3 separate regions of the Mus musculus genome follow, and regions 2 and 3 are each linked to region 1. A link is a contact called in public ChIA-PET data. All regions are on one chromosome and are shown on one strand. The core of a region is the stretch at or near the end of the contact, and the rest is flanking DNA. Distances in the headings are between cores, read along the strand shown.

Region 1 (2,700 bases), core at 143-2,642:
TTGTCCCATGATACCAGGGGCTGTGGGACAAGAACATGTTGCAATCTGGTTAGACCAGAAGAGTAAGACTCCACCTAGCAAATAGGTTGATGAGCTAGGCTGTTGAACCATCTGGGAACATGGCCAAGCAATTCTGGGGAGCATACTTGGCACTGTTTTGGCCTTGTGTTTCTCGTGAAATAAAAAAAAAAAAAGATTAATTTATTGTGTAGGTCATCATATATTACCTAGAAGCCAAATTGCCGGTTAAAATCCTGCTTGCAGGCAGGTGTATGGTTCTAACACAGCTTTTCATCTGAACTGTAGAGTGCTCTCCCTTAATCATCAAATGGGATGCAAACTATCTTCTCAGCCATTTCAGCATTTCAAAAATTTCTCCCCAAGTGGCAGGTTTGTGATATTTTTCATTATAATGGAATCTTATTCACCCATTCCAAACACAGCTGTTTGGTTAGAGAGCAACAGGAAATAATCACAGATATAAATGAGAGTCTGCCAAGAAGCTGAGACAAGAGAATTCTGTGCTTCAGGCCAGCCTGGGCTACCTAATGAGATTTTTGTCTAAAACACACACACACACACACACACACACACACACACTAGCATTGGGTAGCTAGGCTAGGCTTGTTTAGGAAAGTGCTTCCCACATAAACATCAACTCTGTAGTTCAGATTCCCAGAACCCACCTAAAAAATGTAGACGTGGTAGCACAGGCTTCCAAACCCAGCACTGGTGTGGGAGAAACAGGTGGGTCACTCGGACTTGCTGCTGCTCGGTCAGAGTGCATGCTCCGTCTCTGTCTATGTCTCTCTCTGTCTCTGTCTCTCTCTCTTTCTGTCTCTGTCTGTCTGTCTCTCTCTCTCTCTCCCTCTCTCTGTCTCTCTCACACACACACAGGCATGCACTTTTGATCATATCTGTTCAAATAATTATTTCTTTTACAACTAAACATTTCGAGTATTCCAAGCTAAGGAAAAGGTGAAATACGGTTTCAATTTTATGCTGTTTAGAATATAAGATGCTATTTTTAAAAATCTGTAATACATAACTTGTCCCTTTGGACATCATCTAGTGCCCCCATGTTTTATGTAACTGTGTGCACTGGACTGGTTTTCTGTGAAGACACAGAGATATCCGCAGGCTTTCATCTTCGAAAAGCCTCAAAGACTTTGACAAGCAGAAAAAAAAAAAAAAGACACTCCTGGCCTGCTTCTCCTCTCCTAGAACACCCCCCCCCCCGCCCTCCATACCTGCTTCTGTTGCTCTCCAAATCCTAACCTGTGCAAAGTCTCTTCCACTGAACTTCTCTTGACAACTGTAGTCCACCTCAACCCTCTTCCACCCCTGGCTTCCTGTCACCCACTCTCTGCATCTCTTCTACCTGGTGGCCGTCAATTTCCGCTGTCTTACCTCATCCCTATGCACTAATCTCATCTCCTGCAAACAAGAGCAGCCTGAGCGTAAGTCTGTGCCTTGCATGGATAATTCCTCTTCAGCTCCGTGAGTTGACAGTCCACAGCACACATTACGGATAAAGTGAGTAATGGAAGAATCAGAGTTCATCTGTTTAGAAGACGATTATTCAGGCTGTTCTCTGACAATGCCAGCCCCTCCCCCCACCCATTATCTGCGACTTAGCAGTTATGTATATGCTGGCCATTTCCAAAACCTTGTGTAGACACCAGACTCTAGCAACCTTTGCTTCTTGTTTATGCTTGTTATTCTATTAGACCAAATGCAGAAAAAAAGTCCTTTTCAAAGCTCTGTACGTGACAAGGTGCGGAGGATGGACAAGGTGCTCTTTACCATGCCCAGCCCACAGCTCCACCGCCCTTTGCAGTGGTTTCTCTTGAAGCTCTTCCTCCCCTGAGTTTACATCCTTAAAGATCTGCTTTGAAGATGAGCATTTAGAAACCTGTGGTTAGCCTTGCTCCAAGGTTTTGCAAAGTCAACAGGAGGCATTTTGATTATAGCTATTTGTTCTTAGGGGACAGTGAGTTTGCAGAAAATTAGAGATGGAAAATTGCCTTGCCTTACAGATTGGGCCAAGCCTGCGCAGCAAGGCCGGCCGAGGTAGGCTGACTGCTAATGCACGGCCTGAACTGGCTGGCAGGCAATGATGCTTCCTGGCTCCTCCTCATTGCAGGACTGCAGTGGATAGCACAGCTCACAGCAAGAGCGTGTACCCCAGCAAAGCCACTGCACCAGCAGCTGGGGGAGAGAAGCTGAATTCAGTGGTTGCACTTGCATGGGAATGGACAGCTATTTAAGGAAGAGAGTTAGCCAGTGTCTGATTCCTACCAAGTCTGTGTCTTCTAGGAAGTTCTCCTAGATTACTCAGGTGTATATTTTTAGTGGGAACTCAATCTATAAAAATCCAAGTTCATCAAATTGATAAATTGTGGAGACGAACTTTTATAAAATTTTTATTTAATTAATATATATGTGTGAGTGCCAGCGTGTCTGTCTGTCTACCACACTCATGCAGTGTTGGCAGAGGCCAGATGAGAGGGTTGGATCCCCTGGAACTGGTGCTATCAATGGTTATGGGTTATCATGTGTGTGCTGGGAATCGAACCCAGGTCCTCTGGAAGATCAGTCAGTGCTCTTACCTGCTGAGCCATCTCTCCAGCCCTGAGGTGGGTTCTGTTTAACTACAAAAGGATCTTCTTACCAACTTCAGGGTACCCTTATAATAGC
Region 2 (2,700 bases), core at 179-2,678, 310 kb after region 1:
CCAAAACCCAAGAATTGCCCCATGGGTGAGGAGTGAAGTTAGGGGATAATCCCATTCCCGAGGTACTTACAATTGGTTGGGATGGTTTGGAAAGAAAAACAAAAACAAAAAACAAAAGCAAAAACTAAAATACGGTTAAACAGACAATGCTGTGGAGATCCCAGATTATTTCCCCTCAGAGTCAGGGAGAGAGCAGGCACGGACACTCAGAAAGGAGACACTTGGGAGGTAGTGAGACAGTGTGCACAGAAGGAATTGAGAAAAGATGCCTCTGAAAGTGTAGGTCGTGCTTAGCCAGCAAACTGAGCAGCGGGGGCGAAGAATCTGGAAAGGTCAGCTGGGGGGTCTTCTGAGGTTAGAGCTCAGGCTTTCCCAAGCAACAGAGATCCCTGGGGGATTTTGAAATCCAGTACATGATGTCAGCTTTGAAACAGTAACAGCACTGAGGAGTCTGAGCAGTTCAGGGAGGCGGAATGGCACATTTGTCACTGGAAATGGAGCTCCATCCGGACCGCTGTCATCCCTGCTAACGTGAAAATGGCCCAGGCCAGCCGAACGGGGACCCAGAAAGAGGGGTGCGTAAAATCCAACCTGCAAGTTCAGTTGTCGCATGACGTAAAATCAGCTCTCTCGAGGTTTTCCCAAGAAAAAACTTAACAGAGATGTTCCAGCGGGGATAGAAGAGGCCTGCCTGTCCCTGCTTCCATAGTCTGGATCCTGGAGCGGAAGCAGGTAGACAGGTTGCCTCCTGAAGCACTTCCCAGCCACTTCACGACTTCTCACACACAGCCTCAGGTGCCGGAGGGACAGCAGGCAGCCCCATTTCCTGTTGAATATCATTTCAAAACAAGTAAGCAAACCAAAGAATTGTTGAAACCTCTTCTCCATTCTCCATTAGACCCGCCCCTCAGGCAGACTCTACCTTAAGGGAGGCTGTGTTTTCTCATGTGCTCACCAAAAGCTGCTTGTTTTTACCATCAAAGTAGAACCCCTGTTGTATCTGAGGTCAAGTGCAGACCGAATCACTGCCCACTGCCCAGAGGAAGTGGTTGAGACTTGCCTGTTCCTTGATCAAAACTTCAATTTCCTACTTGCTCTGAAGCCTGAGGTCTACAGCCTGATCCCCTGGGGTCTTCTTTTAACCTCTCTCACAACATGGGAGTGAGCCAGCTCACACAAGTACAGTAGCACCCCATTACAAGCATTTATTTTGTTTACACATAGCACTGGCATACAGACAGTCTGCAGGGTTGTTATGGAAGCTTTGTAGATTCAGAGACCCAGCCTCCTTCTGTATTGTTGCTCTGCCATATCCAACAGACAGCTTTTAAACTGGATTTTAAAATGCTGCTTCCATGCCCATTGGCAGGTCTGCCTACCAACCAGCCAAATAGAAGAGAGAAATGCTGGGGGCAGGGGTGTGTGTGTGAGTGCACTCCTTCAAAGACCTGAGCATTCCCTAGTCACTGTGCATACCTTTGTGATTAGAATGTCACACCTTGCTGGAACAGATGTGGGGAATTGTCGTCATGTCTTGTAATTAAGTATCCTGTGCTACGGAGCATGTGTGAGGCTAGATACTTGACAACTCGAATATTCAATGACTCCAATGTCATCTTAGTGGGGTTTAGAAGCTAGAAGCACTGTGGAAGCACCTCTGGGTGTGTCTATGTGGGCGTTTCCAGAAAGGTGTAAAAGAGCAGAGAAGTCCCACCCTGGATGTAGATGGCACCGTCCTATAAGCTAGGGTCCTGGACTGAATAAAAAGAAAACGGACTGTGGAGGTGTTGGCCATTTCAGGAATTTTCTATGTATTCTGGGCATTCGTTTTATTGCATCTATTTCATATGTGTTCTTCTGTTCTGTAATTTCCCTTTAATATTGTTAGTTTTGTCTCTTGATGACTTTTTAAATTTTTTTAATAATGTTCAGTTCTATTTTAATTTGTTGTGCAAATTTTTAGTGGTCTTTTTTCCGTCAAGTGTAATATTTTAAAATTTTGACTCTGCTGTCTCCCATAGTTTCATGTCTTGCCACAAGAGGCGTTTTGTCAGTTTTTCTTAATAGAATTATTTTATTTATTTTGGGACAATTTCATACATGTACACAATATGTCTTGGTCATATCCATTTCCCAAGTTTCCTCCTAGTCCCCAGTAAGTACTCCTCCCACCTTTATGATCCTGTTTTGTTTCTAATAACTCATTGAGTCCAGTTAGTGCTACCCACATAAACCAGCAGCTAGACATATCCTGGAATAGAAATATCTCCCTCTTCCCCAGCAGTGTTCTCTTACCAGTAGCTCTTGCTGTAAATTCACAAGTACAGAGATCATGTCATGTCCAGAAGACAGCATTCCACAGCGCCCCTCCCCATTCTCCAACTCTTATATTGCCTCTGCTCCCTCTTCTAAGATACTCTCTGAGCCTCATAGGAGTTCATGTAGATGTCTCCTTAAAGCACTGTCAACTCCAGTCACTAAGTCTCAGCACTTGGACCAGTTATGAGGTTTTGGCTTTGATGACTGCCTTCTGCAGAGAGTCTTCCCTGAGCAACATGGCACAGCTGTGCTGAGCTGAAGGCTCTAGCGTGCCTGCCCCGTTTGGTAATGTGGAGAGGAGTGGCAAGTGGGAGCCCTTGCAGCATCTGTGTTGTGTGTGGCTCTGGTATGTGTGCTGCAAATAGGTTTGTCTTCTGCTGT
Region 3 (2,700 bases), core at 75-2,574, 380 kb after region 1:
TATCACACGATGGAAAATAAACTCCCAGTGATCAGGAACCTTGAAGGTCTCCTGTATATCTCTGCAACGGTGATTGAGAGAATAGTTCCTGCCTGGTCTGGGCCAAAGTGAGGGACAGTGTCAGCCTGAGCCATGTCACTGGGTAGGCTGTCATGGGGTGACTGCTACCTACATCCTCTTCCTGGGAGCACTGGTTGTCCATTTTCTCCATCCACTAGAGATTTTATGCCGCAAATGAATGAAACCTCAAGTTGGCACTGGACTTAGACACTCTGCAAGGCACTCAGAAAGTCAAGAAGTGGGTTATCAGCCCTGCTTCTGTGGGTCCCAGGGCTTCGTTGTATGGCAGCGTGTGTCTGTTTGTTGTGTTTTCTTCATGCATATGAAATATACTTGTATACATGTGCCCACACACTATGAGCAAATGATAGTCACAATTTAGACTCTATTAATACTTTCAACAGCCATGTTAAATAGCTGTCCTCATTTTTATTTGATCAGTGAGAAAAACTGAGACTAAAAGAGGTAACTTGAACAAGGTACCAAAATCAGCAAGAAACACAGCCAGGATTAGCAGCCAGACATGGGACTAAAAATTCGTTATAGTGGCACTTAGCATTAGGGAATTGTGACATATTCCCAATATATGCAGATGTATAACAAGCATTTAAACATGTTACATGTTAGATGAATAGTTACATTTTAAAATTTTTAAGTATTGGTATTTTTAAGAATGGATTCCAGTTATTTAGAAAATTCTGGGTTTGTTTGAAAAATATTTTTTTTACTGAATATGCTGGAAAGAACCATAGGCTGGGGGGTTAGAAAAGTACATCTAGTAACCAAAAAATCGTAGGTTTTTTTACTGTAATAAAATATGATTTATAATTTTATAAATTCAGCCTGAAATCAAAGGAGTAGATACATGGTAAACAAAGAGTTGTTTGCTACCGATACTTCATGCACATCAACTATAGAAATGAAATAGAACCAAAATAAAAGAACAAAGGATGTCTGGAGGTTGCCTGATATAGGTGTATTATAAAATAGTTAACAAGAAGATAGCTTGGGATGATGCTTGCTTATCTAAGTAAGATAAACTACCAAAGTACTTAGTGCCATGCACTATTTTCAGTTATATTACTTGAGGTTCTTATTTTTATATGTTATTGAGCCAAAAGATCTGTTTTTAAAGGAGCATTTGTGCCCAGGTTTAGAGCATCTAGCTTGCACATGAAGAGAGAAACCAGTGAAGTGATTGGTGCAAACCAAATAATCCAACTTGACCTTTCACAGCAGCCCTTCTGTGACATTGTGGTGACACAGAAATGTGGTTTTGTCTTGTACTGTCTGAGGAAGTTACATACTTTTGATCAGGACAGCCCAGCCAGGTCAGATACAGAACCTCAATCCCGGTCCCAGCTGTGTCTTCACAGTGGCGAGGGAACGGAAGAGCCTCAAAAGCAGCCATTTCCTACTGTCCTCAAACTTGCCAGGAACCTACTCGCTGGCCGGCTCATCAAAGGTCCTGTGGTTGGAGTCATCTGTTAAGACATTCCACAGCCCCAGATCTGTCACGTGTGTTCATAAAACCCTTATTTGCGGTTCATCTAAACCATTTTAGAGTGAATTAAAAACTCAGGCACCCCTGGATTTTACACACCTTTCTCCTGTGACATTTTAAAATCCAATTGTGGGGGTGGGGGAAGCTGTAGAATGTGAGCCGCTGAAAGTGACCCTTGTGTCTTCCTGCTGAGAGAGAGAAACACTTTGACTTTCTTGGTGTAAGCTGTATCTCCTATATGCCTGTAATATAAGTTGAGATAAATTCTGCCCGGTGTTTTTAAAAAGCTTATTATAGGATTGGTCTATCACGCCTTGAATAAATAGAGCTTGAAAATCAGCCTGCATGTGCGCATGTACCGTGCGTGCATGCATGCGTGTGTTCCTGCGTGTGCAGCATCAGTCTAAACCCAGTGGTCACTGATGAAAACTCGAGTCTATTACAGAGCAGACGTAAGTTGGAAGCAAATGGACCAGCCTCGGCTATTCTTGACCCTGGTTTACGTTGTTTACCCATGTGACCTTTGCTTTTGTTTCTTCCCAGGGTCGGGATTACTGTTCTGAAGAAGAGGATATCACATAGCATCGGTTCTCAGTCGGACCAGGAGCTACTACTGTGTAAATAGGTTGCACCCCAGTTGAAACCTTTGCAAAGGTCGGTTCTCTTCACTGAACAGCACTATAGCGAACGAAGACTGTTCCATGTCCTATGCCCCATTAAATTACAGTGTTTCTTAATGAACCTGCAGAGGAATATTGCTAAACACAAACACACACACACAAGAACAAAAACAACAACAACAAAAAAAAAAACTGTTCTGGAACTTTCTTTGTTGCTGCTAGTTAAAACTTGTTGCAACTTTTCACTTCTCTCGTGTCCAAGTATGCAGCAAAATTCTGCAGTTCACTTTAAAGATGTTATTGGTTTCAGGATGCTCTCTAGCCTGTATCCTCGGCGATTGGGTAGAGGTGAACTCTGATACAGATGTCAGTTCTAGCCTGGTTCTGCTTTGATGTCAAGCATCCCCTCCCTTCTATTCTCCTTATCCATCTCTTTCGAGTGGTCCAGAGATGGCCTGAGCCTTGCTTCTCACTGGTAACGTGGGGCTTTGGACATGGGATGGTGGCCACGGTGAG

The links. ChIA-PET counts read pairs in DNA pulled down with a chosen protein or histone mark.
Region 2: a contact with region 1 is called in an RNA polymerase II ChIA-PET map of memory CD8 T cells, with 10 read pairs. The contact joins two enhancer-like sites. A contact is called at or near these places in 4 of 115 datasets of contacts at active chromatin or transcription factors (DN3 thymocytes, acute myeloid leukemia, large pre-B cells and 1 more).
Region 3: a contact with region 1 is called in an RNA polymerase II ChIA-PET map of memory CD8 T cells, with 49 read pairs. The contact joins two enhancer-like sites. A contact is called at or near these places in 4 of 484 Hi-C or Micro-C datasets (CD4 T cells, the HL-1 cell line, bone marrow-derived macrophages and 1 more), 6 of 115 datasets of contacts at active chromatin or transcription factors (bone marrow-derived macrophages, embryonic basal ganglia, embryonic stem cells and 3 more) and 1 of 9 other capture datasets (embryonic stem cells).

What each region holds. Positions count from the first base shown.
Region 1 is chr1:152,269,278-152,271,977 of GRCm38.p6, reverse strand. The region is part of intron 3 of Gm36920 (a long non-coding RNA gene); the gene reads left to right. Among named protein-coding and RNA genes, the nearest start is that of Gm36920, 19 kb to the left of the region's middle. Within about 2 kb of position 1,392, at least 26 of the 459 cell types and tissues checked have an H3K27ac peak or open chromatin away from gene starts, as enhancers often do. A contact at or near this core is called in memory CD8 T cells, where this site is marked.
Region 2 is chr1:151,959,104-151,961,803 of GRCm38.p6, reverse strand. All of the region lies in intron 3 of 1700025G04Rik (RIKEN cDNA 1700025G04 gene), which reads left to right. Among named protein-coding and RNA genes, the nearest start is that of 1700025G04Rik, 130 kb to the left of the region's middle. Within about 2 kb of position 1,428, at least 32 of the 459 cell types and tissues checked have an H3K27ac peak or open chromatin away from gene starts, as enhancers often do. A contact at or near this core is called in memory CD8 T cells, where this site is marked.
Region 3 is chr1:151,892,840-151,895,539 of GRCm38.p6, reverse strand. 1700025G04Rik (RIKEN cDNA 1700025G04 gene) reads left to right here. Exons shown (of 6, transcript NM_197990.3): 6 at 2,108-2,700. The coding sequence ends at 2,146. Among named protein-coding and RNA genes, the nearest start is that of Edem3, 140 kb to the right of the region's middle. Within about 2 kb of position 1,324, at least 29 of the 459 cell types and tissues checked have an H3K27ac peak or open chromatin away from gene starts, as enhancers often do. A contact at or near this core is called in memory CD8 T cells, where this site is marked.